Regions from separate parts of the Triticum aestivum genome. Here region 1 is linked to region 2. The links are chromatin contacts, called in public Hi-C maps. All regions are on one chromosome and are shown on one strand. Each heading gives the region's core, a stretch centred on a gene start, on an enhancer-like site or on the middle of the called end of the contact. The rest is flanking DNA. Distances are from core to core; before and after follow the strand shown. Region 1 overlaps LOC123128395. Region 2 holds the start of LOC123128394.

The links. Hi-C and Micro-C count contacts between places; a contact is called where the count stands out from the background.
Region 1: a Hi-C map of leaf shows a contact between it and region 2, with 6 times the contacts expected there. The contact joins the enhancer-like site here to the promoter of LOC123128394 in region 2. A contact is called at or near these places in 2 of 5 Hi-C or Micro-C datasets (both in leaf) and 1 of 1 datasets of contacts at active chromatin or transcription factors (leaf).

What each region holds. Positions count from the first base shown.
Region 1 is chr6A:546,901,580-546,907,162 of IWGSC CS RefSeq v2.1, reverse strand. It overlaps LOC123128395, which reads left to right. Exons shown (of 5, transcript XM_044548381.1): 4 at 1-556; 5 at 650-1,077. The coding sequence ends at 518. Among protein-coding and RNA genes, the nearest start is that of LOC123128395, 9.0 kb to the left of the region's middle. Within about 2 kb of position 2,907, at least 8 of the 8 cell types and tissues checked have an H3K27ac peak or open chromatin away from gene starts, as enhancers often do. A contact at or near this core is called in leaf, where this site is marked.
Region 2 is chr6A:546,643,365-546,648,681 of IWGSC CS RefSeq v2.1, reverse strand. It overlaps LOC123128394, which reads left to right and starts at 1,510. Exons shown (of 4, transcript XM_044548380.1): 1 at 1,510-2,112. The coding sequence starts at 1,867.

The DNA of each region.
Region 1 (5,583 bases), core at 1,658-4,157, 260 kb before region 2:
GGGCTCCAGTTGTTTCCACACCACCAACCATGGTGTTTCACCCTCCTCCTGCATATCAATATGCAGGATTTCCTTTCACCCCCAGTGTTCACCTTCAGACAGCAGGTTTTCCAATTGGATCGACGTCATATGCCAATTCTGCACCTGCCGGAGTTTCATACTTTCCAACCATTGCCCCGTCACTTGTTGGGTCAACGGGTGCATTACCTCCCCAACATGTGAGGCAATATGCAATAAACCGTCCTGAAGGTAGCAGTAGTGATGGTCTGGACGGTAATTGGAAATGGAAAAGACCAGGAGGGTTTGATCTTAATTCTGGTCCCGCGAGTATAGATTTAGAAGGGAAGGATGAAAGAATACTTTCATCGGTTAGACAAAATTTGATGACGCCACAGCAGGCCTTTGTGGAGGAGCAAACGAGAATGTACCAATTGCCTGGTGTAGGAATAAAGAGGAAGGAACCCGAGGGCAGTTGGGATCCCGACAGATCATCATACAAGCAATTGTCATGGCAGTAAGAACTTTGGCGAGACCTCGCATCGACTTCTTTTGTCTGGTGAGCTTGTTTGTACCTAGAAAATCCAACTTTAAAGACCCTGTTATCTTGTTTGGTTAATTAACCAGTGGGTGTGTGCTTTTATGTTTGCAGAGGCAACTGCATGTGGAAGTGAGGCGTTGTATTGCACCTGCGTGACCCTGCTGCTGCTGGGCTGGGATATACAACTCACACATGGATTCATGTCTGTGACGACATGGGATTGTGGGAGGAATGAAACATGGCTGTAATTGCTGTAAATGTTAACCATATTCATACTTTCCTGGAACCAGTTTTCCTCAGCTTGAGCAGTTGCTTTGCTAGAGTTTTGTATCTGCCAGGCTTGCTTCTGTTTTTGCCAGGAGGGTATGGGTTTGGAGATGGAACGGTAATGCTCCTTGGCATCTTCAAACACCTCAAGCCGCTGTAATTAGCCCCGGTGGTTCTTCTCTTCCTTTTCTTTTTCTAAGTTTCTTATGATAAACAACTGTCTTTGACATTGCTGGGCACATCTGCAGCTTTAACATATGGTTTAGCCGTGACATGTATCCTGCCCTGCGGGGAAGTGTTGCATCAGTAGATCAGGAACTAATAATCTGCTGTGGCTGACCCTGTCATTTCGGTGTATTGGTTTCTTTTCTGTGTGGCGCAAATACTCTATTTTGCCGTGACTTGTTTCTCCATTGCAGGTGGAGGTTGTTGCGCTGTGGCGTTTGCAGATGCACCTTCTTGCTCAGTTTGTTGTAAATTTGGGCAATCTACTTGGTTGGTGTCATCTGTTGCATCAGTAATTTTTGACCTCTGCGTCGGTCGTAGGCATTGCTGATGCTGATGGACGATGGTGACTGTTTTGCTGATGCTGATCTCCATGAGTAAACCGTTTGTATTCTGCTACTACTACTTGTCATACCTCGACATCTCTACAGCCTGACATGACACCCCCAGGAAGAGACCCGGCGATGGAAGCAAGTGAAGATGAGGCAGAACAGGGGGTCTGTCGACGCGTGTGGGTTCACGGGCAGACACCCACGCAAGAGAGGCGTGACGCGACGCGGCTGCACTCCCCCACGGGAGGACAGGACAGGATGCCCCTTTAACCACGGAAACCACTGCCACCACGGCGAGGTGGTGAGGTGGGGGAAAAAGCAGCAGCGGAGGGGGGAAAGGATGGAAGGCGACAGGCACGGGGAGGGAGAGACGGTCGCGGTCAGTGGGGTGGCCCGTGACGCGACGCTGCCCCGTCCCTGTCCGCTGCCTCGCTTTCTTTCCCTTCCCTGCCCTGCCATGCCTTCCTTCCTTACTTGCCCAGCGCGCCTCTCTTTCCGCGTCCGGGCATAGCATTTCCCGTCCCCGTCGCACCACGTAGGCGCGTCCAGTCTCCCGTCGCTTTCCTCAGCTGCCTGTCTTGTTAGACTCGGGCTCCATCCATCCATCCATCCATCCATCGCCCCTTTCACCCCCTCTCCTCGGTCCTTTCCCCAATATTAATACGCGTCCCTCTCGACAGCGGCAGGTGAAAGCTACCCCCAGTTACGAGCAGGGCAGCTCGCAGACGTACGTCGACCCTGTTCCCGTCAACATCATCCGCCCTCCCCATTTTCCCCGTGGGAGCTAATTGGTTCCATGATTTTTCATTTCATGTATCCTTTACATAGAATTGGTCAATCCACGTTCCGCCGGTCACTGTTGCGACTTGCAACCGTCATGTCTGCAGGAGCGAGGCGAGTAAGTACGTAAATGCCTAGGGATTCACGACGTACTTTGCCAATCAAACTCAAACCGGGGCGTTCTCATGAATTTAACAGGGCAGCTGGCCAAGTTGGTTGTTCGGTGGTTCACCAAGTGGTAATAAACCTAGCAAACCTAGTACTCCAGTAGCCACACGCGAGGCATATAAATTATACATGCATGCACGGCCGGAATTATGCTCCGTGCGCGTCGTCTACCTCCCTCGGGCGTAAGCATAAGCACAAAGCCGTGTCTTGTGGCGGAGGGTGGAGCCGGGCCCTCACCTCGCACCTTCGCCCCCAAGTTTAGAAAGTCGGGGTTTGTTTTCCTGGGCAAACGGTTGGTGGGTGGGCGGGTGAGGGAAAATCACAATTGCACCACTTCACCACACCGGTGTGATGCGGACGCCTGCTGACAAATTAAACCGCGAAAGGTGAGCCAGATTATTAGACTAGCGCCCATCAATCACGTCCGCGGCCTGCCGTAAAGAAGTCGTCTCCAACCCACGCAACACGAGAGAGGTTTGCTTGCTAGAAGCCGCAGAAGATCACGCGCGGGGACCACCGGGCGGCACCCACCGGCCGGAGGTGAGGGATGCGAACGCACGCCTGGACGGGGCCACAGCACACAGCGTGCGTACGTGCCTGTGTGTGCCACCATGCAACAGATCGAGCTGCGAGATCTATCTGGTACTGGTACGATGACCCACCACATGGCCAGGCCAGGGCGCAGCGAGATCGGGGATCTATCTATCTTACCCACCCTAGTGCGGGAATAATTATGTTGGTCCTCCATCCGACGGACGCGTAAGTTTCGTAAAGAGGGGAACGGAAAGGAGGGGTGCTGCTGGAGGGAGACACGCTGAAAAGCAGAGGACGCCAACTTGCCACCGTTCCTAGGATCGGGGCCCCCTTGGCCCATGCCCGCCATGACGGCCATCCACCCTGCTTTAGGAACAGTGGTTCCTCAAAAAAAAATGCAAAAGGAACAGTGCTTGCCGCCGCCGGCTTTGCACTGCTGCATTAGGATGAGCTCATCCTCAACTACGGCAGGCACAGGGGCCCTGAAGCATCCGAAGGTTATTGAACCGCGAGACGGCCGAGGTTTCCCTCACGGGCTCACGGCTGATTTCGTCGACGAAGGAGCGTGGATTGGATGGACGTGCATGGTTGGGTCAGAATGACTTGCCTCGTTCGAAATAACATCTGGCGTATAACTGAAAGTCACTTTAGCTACATGCAAGTCACTTGAAAATTAATTTTGGGTCAGTCGATTTTTAGACCGTTGATTTCAGCTTTAAGATTCGCAAGTCTTTTCTTTTTCTGTGTTGGTGTGGATGTTGTTTTGGGCTGTTTTTTGTTTTAACTGACCCCGTTGTTGGGGGAAGAGGGTCTCCAGTTTGAACACGTACGACTCGGGTCTTATAGGATTATTTTCCATTGCCGGGTCAGTCAATTCCTTAACGGCCCCGGAAGCCCGTTTCAGCGCAACATAGCCATCTTCTTTCTCCTTTGTTTTTCCTATTTTTTTTCCTTTTTATGTGTTTTGCATCTGTTTTTTCTTTTGTTTATTAGCTGGTTTTTATTTTCACGAGTATTCTTGGGATGTTGGGTGAGTCTGAATATAATATGTGTCAAAATTTCACTACTATATAATTATTATTGTTCTTTGCATACTATATAAAAGTGTAATTTTGATGCAAAGTTGTGTGCAAGTTTTTTTATTTTTTATTTTAGTGTTCTTTATTCTTAAAGGGAAATACCAACACCACCAATTTATGATTTCTTAGAAAACTTCATTATTTTGACAATGTTTTAGTTTTTATTTAATTTTTATTATGCTAAGGGTAATACCAATGCCACTAATTCATTCCTTCTTAGGTTTTTACTTTTTGCAAAACTTCCACATTTATATGCTTATTCTAGCATATTTTTAAAACCGTAAATTTTTATGTATATTTGGTGCAATTTTTGTCACATTTTCTTTTAGATTTTTCCCATTTTCTTTCATCTTAAATGGTCATATCAATGCCACTAATTCACTCTTTCTTAGAAAAAATAATTATTTTGAGCTTATTTTTTTATTCTTTTCACTTATTTCTTTTTAAAGGGTAATACCAGTGCCACTAATTCATTCCTTCTTAGGAAATGTAAATTTATTTATTTATTTTTGAGTGTGTAAGTACTTACTAGTAGTAAATAATATGTGTGGAAAGTATAGTAGAATGTGAAAAATACACTATTACATGTTTATTCTTTGCATATTTTAGAAACCTTAGTGGAAAGTTGTGTGCAAGTTTTTTTTTCATTTTATCTTCTTAAAGAGTTTCTTTTTTTAGAAAACTTCATTGTTTTGATTTTTTTATTTTCTTTGTTCGGAAAGGGTAATACTAATGCCACGAATTCATTCTTCCATAGAAAATTTCATTTTTGTTTTTGTTTTTTATTTCATTTTTTTATTTTTTTAGTTTTCATTTTCTTTTCTTTTGTAAGGGTAACAACAATGTCACCACTCACTAATCCATTACTTGTTAGAAAAGACATTTTTTGTGAAAATTTCACGATTACATGATTATTTTTGTATATGTAATAATCCATTACCGTGACTTGCATATTTCAGTTATGTTAAGCGCACACTGCAAAAATAGGAGAAAATCTTTGTAAGCCATGAAATTATAGTGCCATTCAAAGATGTGTCAAAGGAAGAAAGTTGCACGGTAGACATGCAAAGAATACAACATGTAATAAAAAATAATGATACTGAAAGATAAGGGTTTTTCTCCAGGTAGATTTTATGTGTTTGTATGCATATAGCGTAGCTAGATAAATTCTCCAAGAGCTTAAAGAATCTTGCTAGGCTTGCCCTAGCTAGCTATCGCAACACAACGATGCCTGGTCTCTGCTTGTGTGAAAGTTCTTCTGGTGCTTGCGTACCATGTATGTGTAAGAGGAACAAAGATACGTAGGTGCATCTACAACCGGGCATCCCAAACTCGCCTCATATGTCCAGGCGGGCCGCTCAGTCACTAACCGGTCATAATTTTTGGATGCAGACGGTCCCCTCAAACGAGCCTCAAACATCCGGGCTGACCGGCACCCCTCATATCCAACCCAAATATGAGGTAGATATGGGGACGTCCGGTCACGCCCGGGCGCGTCCGCCATGTAGGACTAACAATGGGGTCCCACGGGGACTCGCCTGAAAATTCGGCGGTCCGATAGACGCCTCCTCCATCGCCGCGGTGCGAACGCCGCATGGCGCCGCTTCGACCCTCCGCCCGAGGTCAAATCTGGCTATTTAAGCCGGCTGGCGTCCCCCAA
Region 2 (5,317 bases), core at 261-2,760:
ACATTATTTCGCTGCTGAAGAATTTGTGATATATCCTCTGACGAATTTGAACTGAAGAATTTCATCATGCTATCTTTCATTTCCTTAGTTCATATTCTTCATGCTTGTATGATTGTATGATTGCATGTTCTTCACTATAACATATCCTGACTGCATATACTCTCGATTTTGTGATGACTTAGTTTCCCTTGTATTTCTAGTTCTCCACTCCGATCTTCATCAAATTCTTCAAAGTTTGACGAAGTTCTAAAAGTCTTCCATTTACCCCCCTCTGGGAGATAACATGCGCTTTCAGAGAGCACCTCGTTACATGTACATTTTTTTTGTGAAAATGATCCAGCAGGAAAGTGGGCACGTATATAAAAAGAAGATCTATTATCAAAGTTCAGCGAAAGTACAAAGCATCTCGAACATAATAAAAATTATATTGTGATTTCAAGACCTTCAAACAACCACTAATGCCACCAGAGCGAGCCGCCGACACGCCGCTGTCGCCGACCTCGTCGATGACAGCCAGAAAGTCTTCGTGCACGTGCCCATAAGGACCAGCACCCTAGAGCCGCAGTTGTCGTCGTTGAACCCTTACATAGATCTAAAGTACGTGACACCAAATCTCGCCACAAGACGAGAAACCCTAACCTCACCGTCGCAAAGAGACGATGGGAATCTACGCCGAAACTCCATCGACTATGTCCACATAGACGTTCTCGAGGAGGATCAGGACCCGAAAGACAAACTCGAAGAAGTAGCGCCGCCATTCGCCTGAGCACTGCACCTGCGAGGACTAAAAAACTCTAACCTAAACTACTAAACGGACTGGAGGCACCGGGATTCCCCTCCCGCCACAGTCCGACGGAGCGGCAAGTAGATGGAAGGCGAATCCACGGACTCGACGGTGAAGTTTGGAGAGAAGAGTTTGCCCTAGTTGCCTAGGTTTAGGGAAGCAAAAACAAGAAAAAGTCCGACACTAATATTATCACCCGCACATTTCTCCCGTTGCACATATAGTTGATGATTTAATAAGAAAGAGTCCCCTCCACATATATATGAGTCAATTTACTTTCTGTATCTGTGTGTGATTAATTACAACACCGCTTCCGCTCCGCAACCCTGAACTGAATTCGCCCGCAAAAGTTGCGGAACACATTTATTCCGGCAAAAGAAAAAAAAATAGGCCGACCGGTGAACCGCCGACTGTCCGGCAGCCGGCCAACCGGGACTTGCCGCAACTGCATCACGGGCACTGCAACACGTCGGCACCGCTTCCCCCGCTAGCAAGTCAAAACAGTGGCCCACTCGCAGCGACCGCGGCAGGCAGGTCAGAGAGCGTGCGTGAGCCAGCCGCACCGAGCAACGCATGCGCCGAACGTAAATAAACTGTCAGAAATGCCCCTGCTCCCCCGTCCCCTCCCCTCCTCCTCCACCCAGCAGCGCAAGCCCGCATCCCAATCCCCCCATCCCATCTCCCCCCTCGACCTCGCGCGCCGTCTCTGCCGCGATCCCTCCCCCCTCACTCCGCCCCAAATCGCCGTTTTTTTCCTCCCCCCACCCCCACCACCCCGCCTCGGATCGCGCCCGAACCCCTCGCCCTCCGACCCCACCGCCCAAACCCCCAATTCTCGCGCCGGCCCTGCGCGCAATCGGCCCCGATCCCGGCTCGAATTCGACCGCGCCGAGGCCTGCCGTCTCCGGCGTGCGTCTCCCCTCCACAGGCGCGGGTTCGGCGCGGGCTCGGGCGGGCGGCCCGGACGGAGCCCCCGCGGATCTAGGGTTTCGGAGCCAGCTAGGGTTTACCGCCGGCGGAGTCGATCCGGTGATGGTGCGGCGCGGCGCCGGCGGCCGGCGAGGAGGGGTCGATGCGGGGCCATGCGCGGCGGTGAGCGGCTTCTCGTCCGGCACATGTGGCCGGCAGCTCGCGTAGAGGCAGCAGCTCCAGCACCGGCGCACGGACCTTCTCCTCCTACTCCTCCTTCCGGCTCGTGTGCCCTTCCACCGCCGACAGCCTCCCACCCACCGGTGCCGGCGACTCCCCCAGCCACGCCGCGGAAGCAGCAGCAGCAGCAGCAGGTCGTCCGTTCTCCCCCGCCGGTGTCACCTGACTTCTTCGTAAAGGTGCCTCATCTGATGGGAATACGTTTTGGAATTTGCCAGTATCGTAATTGTTGTTCTGCTTCTGCTTGATTTTTTTCACTCTATATACTGTAACTGGAGATTGCTTTGCTCGTTAAGGAAACCATGTGTTGATAAAACTCGAGTGGTATCTGTTGAATTGGATGCACCTGACAGGTTCACCCAAAAGCTCAAGGCGAAGTCGATCAATATATTTCAACACTCCCTCTCAGATTGTAGGCCATAACTATTTTATCCATAGTGCATCCACGAGACTTCTTGTCTCGGATACTTAGTGAACTGAATTCACCTACCATTTCACCCTAAGGTTCAAGCTGAGGGGGGAGGGTGGTCAATATAATTCAGCAATATCGTATTTGTTGTTCTGCATCTGCTTGAAAATTATCATCTGTATACTGTAACTAGACTGCTTCCTCTTGGACCATAGGGAATTAGAGATAGTGGTCTCCAACATGTAAGGAAATCATGTGCTGTCTAAACTTGAGTTGCATCTATTTGAATGGCATGCACTGAACATTCCAACCCAAAAGTTTGAGCTGAGGGGGAAAGCTGGTCAATATATTTCGACACTCCCATCAGGTCTAGGTTCTTTTATACCTTAACTTGGGACCTATGTGGCCTGCAGGTCTTGATCTTAAGACCTTTTTCTCTCTGATGCTGTATTAAATTGCACGCACTGGCCAGCTCACCCAAAAGCTCAAGCTGATTGGAAAGCTGGTTATTTGAACAGTGTGCTAGCACGAGGTGCTAACATGCTAATAGCTGCCTTGGCGTGCATGTTAAAACTTACTTTGAGCATATAATTTGCTGTTGGTATAGGAAGTGATAAAATGCTGTTTAAGGCATTTTAGAAACATTACGTTGGTTATTGGTGTGGATATACGGGTTTCATGGTAAGCCATGCCTTGCTTATGCTGGATTGCCACAAAGATGTGATTTACCTGCTGTTTGCACATCTTTAATTATTGTTTGTTTTGCTGATGCATTACATACTAGGAAATTCCTAAATAGTTGCTGATTATTGAGCTTATATATATTCTAAAGTAGGAAAAAAAAAGAAAAAAAAGGAGACCAGACCTAAAACGTGGGTATATTGAAATCTCCTTCTGCTGTTTACCCTGGCTGTTGTGCTCCGTGATGCATTATAAGTTTATAATTTTCCTTTTGAGAAGAAAGTTTTTCTAGGTTTGTATATGCTGGTTATTGTTGCAGATCGACAAGTCTGGCAAAAAAGAACTCACTTGCCCAAGCTGTACAGATAGGACATTTTACTTGGTGGCCGTCTTCAAACTGTTTGTTGGGTCCATCACTTAATGTTCATTAGCTTCGTCTGAATTACAATAAATGTTATTACACCTCACTTCTGAGGAAATAATCTAAATCATGGTGTTGCTGTGGTCTATTGTGAAATAACATCCAGAAAATATAACGGAGGTCGTAATGGTGTGATTAGATCTTGAACATGGTCTATGCTTTCTGATCTCGCTAAAGGATATTTTGGCTGTTCTACAGATTTACACCAAGAAGATAACTTGATTAGGTAGAGATTTTGTGGTTTAGCAGCTTGGATATGCCAAATTGCAGTTTTTTTCTGAGATATTCTTATTTGGCCCTTTCCTAAAATGTTCTTCCTGATTTGGCCCAAAAAATCATTTCCTACCTAATGTGACACTAGGTTCTCTATATGACATTTTTGTCCATTTTGCCCACTAGCAGTGTTAAGTGAGTAAGTGAAAAGACATTTTTGCCCCTCATGTAGATAGCTCAAGTAAATGTGCAGTTCTCCGATTATCCTGAACTCATTAGTTATTAGGCAAATAGCGGGCTACCCACTTGCTAGCCCTACACAACGTAGTTTGAACTCCGGTGAACGCGCGGGCACGTTGGCGATGACTTGGGAGCGTGCGGCAGCGGCAACAACAGAGGAGGGGTCGTGCGAGGTCGGGGAGCTTGGCAGCCCGAGAACAAGGTAGTGGCGATAGACGACAGCTGCGATGGGAATCAACTATAGAGGGAGAGGCTAAGCAGTGCAAAAGCAGCCGGCGGAGATGTGTCTTGTAGGGGTGAAGGCTCGAGGATGTGAGGCTTAGAGGGGGCGGCGCCGGCAGCTTCGGAGGAGCACCAGGCAAGGAGATCGTGGTGTGGCGGCGCTCCACCGGAAGCGGAGAAGATGAATGTAGTGATGGCGGTAGAGGGCTTCCCAGGTCTATGCGAAGCTAGATGACAAGGTTTGTAGGTTGGCCACGTAAGCGACAGACGATGACAGAGATGGCGTGTGCTGTGGGCATCGAGTCTCAGGCCACCCAGGCTTGATTCCTTCGGTTATCATCGTCAAAACAACTAGGCGGCCTCAACGGGCAATGTTTTGCGGCGAGGGAAAGGTCGTCAGGAGGTGTAGGATGATGTTGAAGGCTCTGGAGGAGCCCTTGGGTCCTCGGGCTGGTTGTCCGGGCTGGCTAGGAGTGCATGTGGTAGCTGAGAAACTCCTCCCACCCTGGCCATTGAGAAGCCGTAGGTTGCTTCACTGTTGGCTAGCCATCAAATCAGTGTCCCGTCCTATGTTTGCGTGTGTGCGCTTATGTGTTTCGCGGTGTAGTGCTAGTCCAGATCGATCAGTCTGGCTGGTGGTAATTAGTGCAGTCCTAGTCTAGATCAATCAATCTAGTTGGCGGTAAATAGTTTGATACATACGTAAGCTAGCCTCCTAGAAAATACATCCACCTGCTTTCTTCTGATGACTCATTCGTTGCTTCGTGTACTTGCGCATATCTTCGTACACCTGCATGTACTTTGGCCAACAACATCGGCCAACAAGGTCTCCAGACAGCGGGGCGAGCAGCGGCAGTCGGGACCTATGTTAACATCTCTCCTACATTTTTTTTTACTTTTTGGTTCCTATTTTAATTGAGCCAAACAGTTTTTTGTCGTTTTTTCAACACGAGGGGCAAGAACGGCCAACAAGGTCGCCAGATGGGCGAGCAGCGGCAGTCGGGACCTATGCTAATATCTCTCCTGCATTTTTTCTTTTTGGTTTCTATTTTATATTGGTCCAAACAGTTTCTTGTCGTTTTTTCAACACGAGGGGCAAAAACGGCCAACAACGTCGCCAGACAATGGGGCTAGCAGCGACAATCAGGACCTGTGTTAACATCTCTCATGCATCTTTTTTTTCCTATTTTATATTAGT